2 separate regions of the Mus musculus genome follow, and region 1 is linked to region 2. A link is a contact called in public promoter capture Hi-C data. All regions are on one chromosome and are shown on one strand. The core of a region is the stretch at or near the end of the contact, and the rest is flanking DNA. Distances in the headings are between cores, read along the strand shown.

What was found. Capture Hi-C pulls out chosen DNA fragments and counts their contacts.
Region 1: a promoter capture Hi-C map of pancreatic islet shows a contact between it and region 2. The contact joins two enhancer-like sites. A contact is called at or near these places in 5 of 39 promoter capture datasets (the 3T3-L1 cell line, HPC-7-derived erythroid cells, hippocampal neurons and 1 more), 2 of 115 datasets of contacts at active chromatin or transcription factors (bone marrow-derived macrophages and embryonic forebrain) and 1 of 9 other capture datasets (pancreatic islet).

What each region holds. Positions count from the first base shown.
Region 1 is chr9:55,331,358-55,337,547 of GRCm38.p6, forward strand. All of the region lies in intron 1 of Tmem266 (transmembrane protein 266), which reads left to right. Among named protein-coding and RNA genes, the nearest start is that of Tmem266, 7.5 kb to the left of the region's middle. Within about 2 kb of position 2,119, at least 45 of the 459 cell types and tissues checked have an H3K27ac peak or open chromatin away from gene starts, as enhancers often do. A contact at or near this core is called in pancreatic islet, where this site is marked.
Region 2 is chr9:54,841,243-54,847,510 of GRCm38.p6, forward strand. No RefSeq gene overlaps it. Among named protein-coding and RNA genes, the nearest start is that of Ireb2, 19 kb to the right of the region's middle. Within about 2 kb of position 2,844, at least 21 of the 459 cell types and tissues checked have an H3K27ac peak or open chromatin away from gene starts, as enhancers often do. A contact at or near this core is called in pancreatic islet, where this site is marked.

The DNA.
Region 1 (6,190 bases), core at 869-3,368, 490 kb after region 2:
GTGGCTTTATATGTTCCTTACAGCAACACCAAGGAACATGCAAAAAGAATTAGGAAAAATGTGTCTGTCTTTTGCTCCAATGCTGTAAGATAGGCAACTTGGGAGAATCAGGCAGTGTAGAGATGGAGAGGAAGTCCCTGAGTGTTGTTCTGAGGGTATGACGGGGCAGCAAAACATAAGGAGAGGCCCATGACTGTGGGGATCTGGTGAGGCTTCTACTTGGGCTGCACAGAGCTTCTGACGACTTCCAAAGGAGGAGACTCCAGAATGCTTTGCTGACCACCAAGTTTTCAGCCCGTGTCACTAAAAAGAAAATCTATGCTCACTCATGCCAGTGTTTTCACCCAGGCAGGCTAATCATTGTGCTCCCTGTGGTAACTGGCTGCATTGTTTAGACATTAAATAGCTGTTGCTGTCTTTCCTGTTGAAGTTAGGGTTCGCTCTCATAGCACTTACCAGTTTGTCTGGGAAGTATGGTTAGCAAGCATGAGGTAGAAGCACTCAGATTCCTTTGGCCAAACAAACCTGAATGTGCAGTTTGCAGGAGAACTGTTTGGGACAGAACAAAATTGTAGGCACTTTGGGGACTGATTCATACCTAGAACTCTATATAAGGAACTGTACTGGGGTGCTGAAGGGAGCTGACAGGCATGGAAAGAGGCTCCGATAAAAGACCAACTCCCCTCTTCCTCCTCTTCCTCGGCTGCACTCGTGGCTCTGAATTGTTTGCCCTAAGTAGACTTCCTTTTGAAAAGCTGCAGTCCCCCTAAACCTGTGTTTGATTTGCAATAGAAACTATCCAGTACCTGGCATGAAAACTGATAGCTGCCGTCCTAACCACTCATTAAAACAAAGGGTCTGCCCCAGAATGTCTGTTTAGCAGCTCAGGTGACTGGGATCAGTCAGATGTTCTCAGGGTAGAGCCCTGGTGCAATGGCTTTCGGATGCTTTCCGTCCTCAAAAGAACTCCAAAGCAAGCTGTGTGGGTCTGATGCAATGTCTCCCTCCCTAGTAGTTTCCTTAGAAAGAGTTAATTTTTTTGCATTTGCCTGCATGCAAAGGAGCTCATTGTCTCTTGCCATAATTACTAAAATGTGTTCTTTTTGAGAGAGTAGGTTATTTCAAACCCTCGAATAAAGTTGAGGTTGCACCTCATCAGGCTTGCTCCTTGAAACCTTCCTCCTGTCCTCCCTGCCAGTCCCTCTCCAAGGCTAGATTTGCCGTTCTCCTTGCCCCGCAGGAGACTCCTGTCCTCACCTCTCTTCCCACAGAGCTCCGGTAAAGGTCACAAATCTGATAGCTGTTTCTCAGATTTCCTTCCTGATGGCTCAGCAACACCTGAGCCTGCTGCTGCTTCCTGGAAGCACTCTGTCCATCTGCCTCTTTGCACTTCCTGATCTGCCCCAGGCCAGTGTTGTTAAGGCCTGAACTCTACCCTGGATCTAAATCCTGGCCCTTGCTTGCACTTGCTCGCAGTGGAACTTGAATAGTTAACTGTCTCCCTGTGGAAGAGCTATGTCATGGCTTCGGGAATGACGATGAAGAGAGCATGGCACAAGAGCAGCAGTCACTAAATGTCACCTTTGATCATTAATGCTCCCCTTGTATCTTGAGAGGAAAAATAAAACCCACTTTTCCCTCTAAGACTGGTTCTTGTTCGGTCGCCCTCCAGCCCCTTCTTTGCAGTACATTCCCCACTGGGCCACTTTCACCTTGTCCTGCTATGCCCCACTTCACTGCCAGAGGGATAAAGAGGGCTGTGCCTGTCTGCATGCCTGCCTGCCTGCCAGGGAGCCACGGAGTGCAGCCTGCTTTGTGACGTCAGCAGCGTCCTCCCTTGGGCATGAAGCCTATCTCTCTGGCGGATCACAAATTACTCAAAAACATCAGCTGTGATTTATACTTCTCAAAAATAGCTCTCTCAGCATTCTGCCCAATACTTTAAACACAGTGGGATTTTAAACTCCTATCTTTTACCCGCTAAGACACTGTAGTTTTATATGAACCTTCTAAAAAAAAAATCCTTTTTTCTAAATTGACGCCTGTATTGATCGGTTCTGGAGTCCATGCAGGCTTCATAGGAGAAAACGGAGTCAACAGTGCCAGGAGAGCAAACCCGAGAACCTTGTGGAATGTAGAGGTATGTACAGAAATAACTAAAAACGATGGGAGTACAGGGAACGACTTAATACTTTAAAAGGTAGCTTGACGTCTTTCCAGCCTATGAAACTACTTTGACAGTGTTTAGAGTTTTGGTTTTGTTTGTATGTTGTTTTCTATCCCAATCCTTTCTACCATCAGGATAAAATGAACGCTAAGGGCTCAAGCAACACACCCACCAGCCCTCACACTTGACACAGACCTCCTCTGAGCCACTCTGTTCTGGGCTTGCATCCCTCCTCTGTGCCAAGTAAAGAAAACATTAAAGTTAATAGATGGGATAGCCACTTTAAAAAGAAAAAGAGTTGAGATGTCCTAGTTGGTAAAATAGCTACAGGACAAACAAACGCAAGGACTTGTGTTCAGATCCCCAGTACCTCTGCAAACAAATACCCCCTCCCCCCCCAAACACCCCCTCCCCCCCAAACAAAACAAAACAAAACAAAACAAAACCAATGGACAAAGTCATGATCATTTGTAATCCTCATGCAAGGGGCCCAAGTGGAGACTGGCCAGTCCCTGGGGCTTGCTGGTCAGCCAGTCCAGCCAATCAGTGAGCACTGGCTCAAGTGAGTGATCCGCCTCACAAAATAAGGTGGGGTCTAACTGAGCCCACTTGAGGAAGTAGACAGTCAGACAGACAGACACACACACACACACACACACACACACAATCCCATTACTGGTATGCTCAGTTGGAATAAAGGCTAATGTGTGTTTTTCATCAGTATCTGCATTATCTCTGAGGTCATAAAAACCAGATTTTCTTCTCAGCTGTCAGTCTTCTCCAATAAAGTGTCTCACTGGGTGTATCAATCATACTCCAGGGCAGGCCCCATTCCCAGGAGTGACCAACACAAAATGAACTCAACGGTATTTTTTTTGTTGTTGTTGTTGTTACTATTAATCTTTTGCCTGTTTGTTTGGATTTTCAATTTGTTTGTTTGTTTGTTTTGTTTTTTTGGGGTGGGGTGCTGGGATTTTTTTGTTGTTTGTTTGTTTGTTTGTCCTGAGAGAGGGAGAGAAAGATCACATGCATAAAGTTGGGTGGTAGAGAGATGTGTAGGATCTAGGAAGAGTTGAGGGAGAGAAGAAACATGATTTAATATATTGTACAAAAAAAAATTAATTAAAAATCATACAACAAGAAAGAAAAAACGTCAGGCTGGAGAGATGGCTCAGCAGTTAAGAGCCACTTTCTGCTCTTCCAGAGGTCCTGAGCTCAGTTCCCAGCACCCACATGGTGGCTCACAACCATCTGTAATGGATCCGATGCCCTCTTCTAGTGTCTGAAGACAGCTACAGTGTACTCATGCACATACAATGCATAAATCTTTTTTAAAAAAATCAAACAACTTTTTCTCTCTCTAGCCCTAGAGGATACTAAGGGCCAGGCTCCTTGCATCATGAGCCTTCAAGGTGAGTTTCCCTACTGAAGCGCTGTCAGCAGCCTGGGCCATGTGATCCATTTGCACAGGGCCATCCTGTGCTTTACCCAAGATGCTCAATTCCACCCCTGGTCCCTGCCACTTGATGCCAGTAATTCTGTCAACCCTCCCCAAATATGATTACCAAAAATTTTCCCCAAATTACCATCTGTTTTGTGGGGTCTAAAATCTTCCTCAAATGAGAGACCTTCAGGGTCACTACAGAAAATTCATCGATGGTCTGGATTGTAAACTATAGGATTTGGGCAGTTTGGGACAACTGAAGATTGTAACTAATGTGTGGGATACATTTATTTTAGAAATTTGAAATAGCCTTGGTGTTTCTAAACCATGCATAGTTATATCACAAATAATGATATGTAAATAAAGTAGCTACAAAATTGAGACCATCTTAACTCCCAAAGGACTTAGCGCCGGATGCAGCAACATATTCCAGGAATACTGCAGCCATTCTTAGGGTGTTTTATTTGGGCATTTCAAGTGTATAAAATACAGACAGGATTATAATAATAAGTTTATCAAACTAAAAATAGTATTTCAGCAGAACTCTAAGTGGTTTACAATTTTAAAAAATTCTATTTGACCTGTGGAATGCTGGCTCAGCTCGCCAGTTTTTTCTTGACCAAAGAGCTACTCCAAGACAGCACTTCAAGGATTTCAGGGGTGAAGAATGAACGACAGGGTGCCTTGTGCTCTAGTGAAATGCCACAATTGCTCAGTAATCTTCATGGCTACTCGAAAATATGGCTGCAGACTTGTGATGTAGAGCGCATCTCCAATTGAGGGTCACCATTATATTCTTTCCAAAGGCAGTTGCAGAAATTGCACACCACACCCAAAGACTGTGACAGTTAAATATGTGCTTGCTAGAAAACTTTAAGGCTCCATCCTCGGAAGAAACCTGCTCTGGCTGAAGATTAACTTTAGCTTGCTTGTTGCCTTTGGGAAAGGAAAGCACACATTGAAGACTTGCCGTGTGCTCTCTACCCAGGAATCTGAGATAACTTGATGTATTTTCTCCCAAGATCAGAAGAGAGCAGGTGTCTTCATGGTAGCATGGCCATAGACATAGCATAGCCCAAGGTGGCTTTAAATTTATGATCCTCCTGCCTCCCACCTCTTCAGCATATCCTACTAGGTGAATAAAAAAGCTTGGAGCTAGATAAATGACTGAATATTTGATTTAGACCAGATGAGGTCTTGTTAATACCTAACCATCAGATGTGGTTCTTGCACATATGAGTGGGCAGAAAGCTACAGAAGCTGTCGAAGCTGTCTTCAAGGAGAGAGAAGAAGAGACCATTGTAGATAGTTTGAGGACAAAGGCAGGAGAAAATGAAGCCATTTCTAGTTTTCACTCTTACACGCTGACTGGTACTAGTTCCTCCCCATTTCCCAAGATGATATAAGAATGTCTCACATCATACATAGCATGCCTCATGCTTTTCTTCTTTAAACAAAGTGAAGGCTCATGTCAACCAAGCATGAGAGCATTTATCTTTCAAGCAGTTCAGAGTATCACTAGCAATAAAGAATCATAAACTTTGTACATTGTTTTAAATTTTCTTTTAGACTTATTTACTTATGTATATGATTATTTTCCCTGCATGTATGTGTGTGTACTGTATGCATGCCAGGTACCTTCAGGGGTCAGAAGAAGGTGTTGGAACCCTAAGAACCAGAATTTCAAATGGTTGTGAGCCACCATGTGATAAGCCTGGGTCCTTTGCAAGAACAAGTGCCCTTAACCACTTAACCATCTCTCCAGCCCCCATACATTGTTTTTAAAGATATAATACAAGCTGGGCAGTGGTGGCGCATGCCTTTAATCCCAGCACTTGGGAAACAGAGGTAGGTGAATTTCTGAATTCGAGACCAGTCTGGTCTACAGAGTGAGTTCCAGGACAGCCAGGGTTACACAGAGAAACCCTGTCTCGAAAAACAAAAAACAAACAAACAAAAAAGATATTATTGTGTGTGTATGTATATACACACACACACACACACACACACACACACACACACATATATATATATATATATATATATATATATATATATATACTAGAGTACACAACAGTATAAATATAACTTTAGCAGTCAAAATACTCATGTGACTTGCTTTAAGATTCATTTTAAAAATTTAAAGAAAAAATAAAAATTTTATTAATTCTTTGAGAATTTCATACTATCTATTTTAATTAAATTCACACCAACTCCTCCCAAATCTACTCCCTAGCCCGAAATTTTGTGTTATTTATTTATTTATAACCTGTTGACTCGCAGTTTGTGCTGATTGTATACTTCTGGGTATGGGGCCATTTGCTGGAGCGTGATCAATCTATCAGGAGCTATATCCTTAAAGAAAGCTGACAGCAGCTTCTTCTTTCTTCTCCCAACAGCCTCACCTCTCTGAAGCCCCTCAGTTTGGGGCAGAGGCTCACAAACCCCTTCCTAGTCCACGACAGCATGTTGGCTGGCTTGATTTTGTTCAGGATCATGAGTACAGAGATCCTGTACTCTGTTTTGGCCTGGACGTCCCCAGTCTCTGGCTCTTACAGTCTGCTCCCTCTTCCATGACG
Region 2 (6,268 bases), core at 1,594-4,093:
GAAATTCATGTAAGCTTCATGGAATCAACTTGGATTGTGTGAATACGTCTCACAGGTCAAACAGACTCCAAATGACCACCCATGTCAACGACCCTGGGCTTGGGACTTCCCTCCCCCGGCTGTCAGGAACGTGGGTCTGGAAGTTTCAAATGTATACCCCAAATTTTTAAAATTCCCTAAACTCTTAAACTTTATCTTCTGCCCCTAATATATATGTTCCAGCAACCTGCCAAGTCCAAGTGTTCCCTCAAAATCTGCATCTCAGACAGCTTCAATGCAGCTAGCCCCAGAACTTGGCCAGCGTTCCAGCTTTCTTGGGTCCTCAAGATATTAATGCCCCCAGACAGCAGGAAGCAATTGAAAGGGTCACAGAGCCCCCATCCCTGCCTCACCAGCATCCCTTCATCCCATCCTGTTTCTTTACCTTTTATAATAAACACAGGAGGGATGTTAGCCCCAGCTCACCTTCAGTAACTCAGTGCCAGCAGCTACATCACCACCACCCACCAAATGCAATATATGTATGCACCCTTTAAAAGAGGCTGCATACCATTACCATCAGGGCTCTCTCTCTCTCTCTCTCTCTCTCTCATCCTGATCCAAGGGGGCCTTTTGCTCTCCCCACCCAATAAATCTCTTGTGTCAAATCTATTACATGGTGTGATCTCTGTGGCATAAATCCTAACTATTTTAGTTCAAGGCTTGATCTCCTGTCACCAAAACTGGCCTCAAACTCAATATGTGGCCAGGGTTGGCTTTGTGCTTCTAGTCTTCCAGCCTCTATCTCCTAAATGCTGAGACGACACACATGCACTACTGTGCTTGGCTTGTACCTAAGTTTATTAAAACCGCCTCCCAAGTGTGGGGATTACAGGTACGGTCCACTATGCCTGGCTCTGTCAGTTGAATTTTTAAATTTCACAAGGGCCAGAAAAGAGTATTTCCTGTGCTACACAAAGAAACACACGAATAAGGCCAAAGTGACATGGGAAGAGTTTATTCCTGTGCAGGAGCGTGTATGCTGTCCAAGACTGAGAGAGCAAGCATGCCAGGGCAAAAAGTTAACAGTGGTGGCTATGTCTCATCTCATTGGAGGTGGCAGGGCCTCACAATCTGACACAATTGGCTAATTTATAATCCGAGCAGTAGGATGTTAGAGTCACACCTCAGGAGTGTTCAGGGTTTGGGCAAATAAGCAGTAAACAAGAATTTCACAAGACAGGGAGGTTTGTGAAATGCTGATCAAAGGGGTGTGCTCAGGAAGAGAGGTAGACCTTGACAGGAAGTGCATTTGATTTGATACTAACTCAGGTACTGCTGTGTCTTTCCCCAGTGGCTGGGCCTGACCTCACAATCTTACTCAACTGGCTGTATTAGGTACATGGGAAACGAACGGGAAGGGATCACTGCTCCGGGCCATCAAATTCCAAGAACAGTGGACCTTTGTGCAAACAAAGGCTTTACCGGGTGGAGGGTTAAAACAGTTATGTAAAAGTCTTACAATGTGAGGAAGATAAAGAGATTCTAAGTTCTTGTTCTTTTTTTTTTTTTTTTTTTTTTGGTTTTTCGAGACAGGGTTTCTCTGTATAGCCCTGGCTGTCCTGGAACTCACTTTGTAGACCAGGCTGGCCTCAAACTCAGAAATCCGCCTGCCTCTGCCTACCAAATTCTGGGATTAAAGGCGTGAGCCACCACGCCCGGCTTCTTTTTTTTTTTTTTTTTTAAGATTTATTTATTTAATGTAAATGAGCTAAATACCTAATAAAAAATGGAAAAAAAAAAAAGATTTATTTATTTATTATATGTAAGTACACTGTAGCTGTCTTCAGACACTCCAGAAGAGGGCGTCAGATCTTGTTACAGATGGTTGTGAGCCACCATGTGGTTGCTGGGATTTGAACTCCAGACCTTTGGAAGAGCAGTCAGGTGCTCTTACCCACTGAGCCGTCTCACCAGCCCTTCTTTTTTTTTTTTTTTTTTTTAAAGACCTATTTTTTAGACTTATTTATTTTACGTGAGTACACTGTAGCTATTTTCAGAAGAGGGCATCAGATCGAATTATAGATGGTTGTGAGTCACCATATGGTTGCTGGGAATTGAACTCAGGACCTTTGGAAGAGCAGTCAGCTCTCTTAACCACTGAGCCATCTCTCCAGCCCTCCTAAGTTCTTGTTCTAACTGCAAGTTTTATAGGATTTGAGAGAAAAGGCTCACGTTTGGTATTTCTTACCCCTTCTCAAGTTCATCTCTGAGGGCTTCACGTGAGGTTTAGGTTTAAATAGACGGCAAGATGTATGCTGTTGAATGTGGTCTTGCCCTTTATTACTGTCTAGGCTACAGTCTCTCCTACAAGTTGTCAGAACTATATGGAAAGTCAGAACTGTTTGGAATGTCTTTTCAGGAGATTGGCTCTCTTCTGGCTGACAGGAGGCTTTAGCCTTTTTTTTTTCCTTACCTCTCAGCTTGATATTTCTGAAGAAATTATTTTAATTTGCTGGGGCCCATGGTGCAATAGCCTGTTAGCCAAAGGGAGTGACATAAGTGTCTCTTTAGAATATCTTCATTCTTACTGACATGTTTACAAAAGATTCAATTTGGCCACCCTGGGAACAGATTAAGAGCCCAGTTGTTCAGTATCTAGTTAGATATTAACAGGCCTGGAGGGCACTGCAAAGGGACCCTGTGAGGGCTGAAGTTATGTTTTAAGTTAAAATCACTGTACATGAGATATCTATAAAACAAAAACAAAAAAAAAATACTTTTAACCTGTAAGGCCACTTGCCCAAGGGCAGATGACTTCCTGGAACTCTGGCAGCTGTGGTTCATGCACGTGTTCTCACTTGTCAACAAGCTTGGTTGCCCCAGCTTCACAGTCTGTGCTTGGTCACCCAAGGCAGGAAGTACGTCAGAATGTATGCTTGCTCCTGATTGCATGCATGAAGGCGGGAAGTACTTGTCTTGTGGGGTTTGCCTTTATAAGCCCCTGGCTAATGTAATTCGGTGCCATGTTCTGGGATTCCCCGGCACAGACGTGGCCAGTATCCGTCGTCCTAGACAGTATTTAATAAAGCTTGCTTCAAAAACTGTGGTAGTGGTCTTATTCTTGCCCAGTGGAACTAACAGACTCTTCCTTCATAATTAGGAATTAAAAGTCAAGCCTGTGATTCCTGGTCAAAAGAAAGGGGTTTGAGTCCTAGATCAGGCCCGAAAGATTAATCCTGATATGTCCCAGATGTGTCTGTTTTAACAGGCCCCCAGACCTTAGCACAACTGACCCCATGATGGAAGTACAATTCAGGCCATAAAACTCAGCGTGTACACAGCACCACCTGCCAAAACTAAAACAAAAACCTAATCCATCAAGCACATAGTTCTGGAAAGACTCTAAATGAACAGAATTTGTTTTTCAGCTTCAGTAGTTCTACTTGTGGCAAACTGTTCTTTTTAACTAAAGTATGTCAACCCAGAATATGGGAGTGTGTGTGTGTGTGTGTGTGTGTGTATGTATGGAATTTATTGGAATGATTTACAGACTGCAGTCCAACTAACTTGACAATGGCCAGCTGTGAATGGGAAATCAAAGAATCTAGTGGTTGTTCAGTCCTATGAGGCTGGACGGTTCAGCTGGTCCTCTGTATAAGCTGGAATCCTGAGGAAGCAGGTTCCAACAGATGCACTGGCAAGCAAGTGTTAGGCAAGCAAAGAACAAATCCCGCTTTCTTCCATTGTCCTTATGCAGGCCTCCCACAGAAGGTATGACTCAGATTAAAGGTAAGCCTCGAGATTAAAGGTGTGTGTCTTCTAGTCACAAGATCTGGATCAAATGCTTGTGTCTTCCTGACTCAAGATCTAGGTCACAGGTGGACCCTCCATTTCTGGATTGTAGTTCATTCCAGATAGAGTCAAGTTGACAACTGGGAATAGCCTTCACAATCCACCCCTTGTCAACTTGAGACAGCCATATCTTGTGTCAAAATGAAAACAATAACCAGGTCATAAATATGCCTAACGTGATATAACTATCCCTGTACAACTGGCAAACACATTGTAAATTTAGAATACATCAATGTCCCTTGGGAAACATCCTTTTATATCTCTAACTTAAATATGATAACCATTGGTAGTCTTTGAATTTATGTTAAAGAAATTGAAAGAAAGCACGAATATCTGTACAAATATATTAACAAAATGAAAAAGAAGCATTCATGTAACTTATAATCCTCAGTTCTGCAACTGATCACATGGCCTTAGATGGTATTTATAACTACCTTCCTCTACTATCCATTCTATATTTCCTTCACCTTCTGCAAGCACCTCAGCAGGTCTTGACTCTTTTCCTGGAGGATTGACACATACCTTCATTCCTGATGGGTCTGCGTCCTTTGTCATTCTACTTGGATTAGGCTGTTGTAGTTTCCCATTGACTTTAATCACAGGACATGGTAATAATAAGAGGAGCCCTACAGGATCTCCTGCACTCCAGATATAATTCTTCTTACCTCCATTGTGGAGAGGTAATCCAATTTCCCCATGATAATCTGGATTTATCACTCCACCTAACACTATTATTCCTTTCTTAGTCTGTTGATTTAAGGGCAGTAGAAACCCACAATAACCAGGGAGACATCTGAGCTTACAGTTAATGGAACATTCATTGTGGCTCCTAGCAGGAGCACACCCCCTCTGGAACCAAAACTTCCAGGCCAGCAGAACTTTGGGTTTCAAAAACAGAAAGCAAAAACTTTCCAAGTGGGTCACTAGGAGTGATCGTGAGTAGAACGATTCCCTTTTCCACCTCTTGATTCCTGGACCCGTGGATCCTGGCTATGGGGGAAAATGTACCATAGATCAGACACTGATTCAAAGCATATACTGCCTTCTGAAGAATCCTGCCCCAGCCCTCCATGCTGCTGCCACCTGAGTGGCCATTCCATCTTTCAATCAGACCAGCTGCTTCAGGGTGATAGGAAACATGGTAAGACCAATGAATTCCATGATCGTGGGCCCACTATTGTACTTTTCTGGCTGTGAAATGAGTTCCTTGGTCAGAAGCAATACTGTGTGGAATACTGTGGCGATAGATAAGGCATCCTGTGAGTCCATGGATGGAGGTTTTAGCAGGGGCATTATGTGCAGGAAAGGCAAATTCATAACCAGAATACATATCTACTCCAGTTAGAACAAAACGCTGTCCTTTTCATGGAAGACGTGGTCCAATGTAGTTAACCTGCCACCAGGTTGCTGGCTGGTCACCTTGGAGGAATGGTGTCATATCTGGGGCTCAGTGTTGGTCTCTGCTGTTGGCAGATCCGGCATTTAGCAGCAGCTGTAGCCAGGTCAGTGTTGGTGAGTGGAAAACCATGTTGTTGAGCCCAAGCATAACCCTTACCTCTGTTACCATGGCCACTTTGTTCACATGCCCATTGGGCAATGACAGGGATGGCTGGGGAAAGAGGCTGACTGTCCACAAAACAGGTCATCTTATCCACTTGATTATTGAACTCCTCCTCGGCTGAAGTCACCTTTTGGTGAGCATTTACATGGGACACAAATATCTTCACATCCTTTGCTCATTCGGAGAGATCTTTCTACATACTTTTTCCCCAGATGTCTTTCTCACTAATTTTACAATCGTGATCTTTCCAAGGCCCTGACCATCCAGCCAATCTGTTGGCTGACAGTCTATAAGTCAGTGAACAATCAAACATCTGGCCATTTCTTCTTCCAAACAAACTGTAATACCATGTGTATTGCTTGAAGTTCTGCCCATTGTGGAGATGTCCCCTCACCAGTATCTTTGAGAGTTGTCTCAGAAAGGAGCTGTAATGTTGCGACTGTCCGCTTCTGAGTAACATGCAGAACCATCAGGAAGCCAGGTCCTAGTCTCATCTTCCTCAGGCAACCTATCATAGGGAACACCCAATGAGACTGTAGGCGCATGCTTAGCAGCAGACAGCATTGAACAGGGGTAGAAACCATAGCATTTGGACAACTTCATGTAACGTGCTTGTGTGTCCAGGACCTGCTTGGGCCTGATCACATTTATACCACTTCCCTTGGATAATGGATTACCGCTATGCAAGTCCTGCTTTATGACTTGCTGGGTCAGAGAAAACCCAGCTCATGATGGGCAGTTCAAGTAACATGGTAACTTGATGTCCTATTGTTTAAATAATCAGTTTCCACTAAGGTCCAATAGCGGGCCAAGAGCTGTCTTTGAAAGAGAGAATAAATATCTGCATCCTGGGCCTGTTGAAGAGCCTTCTTC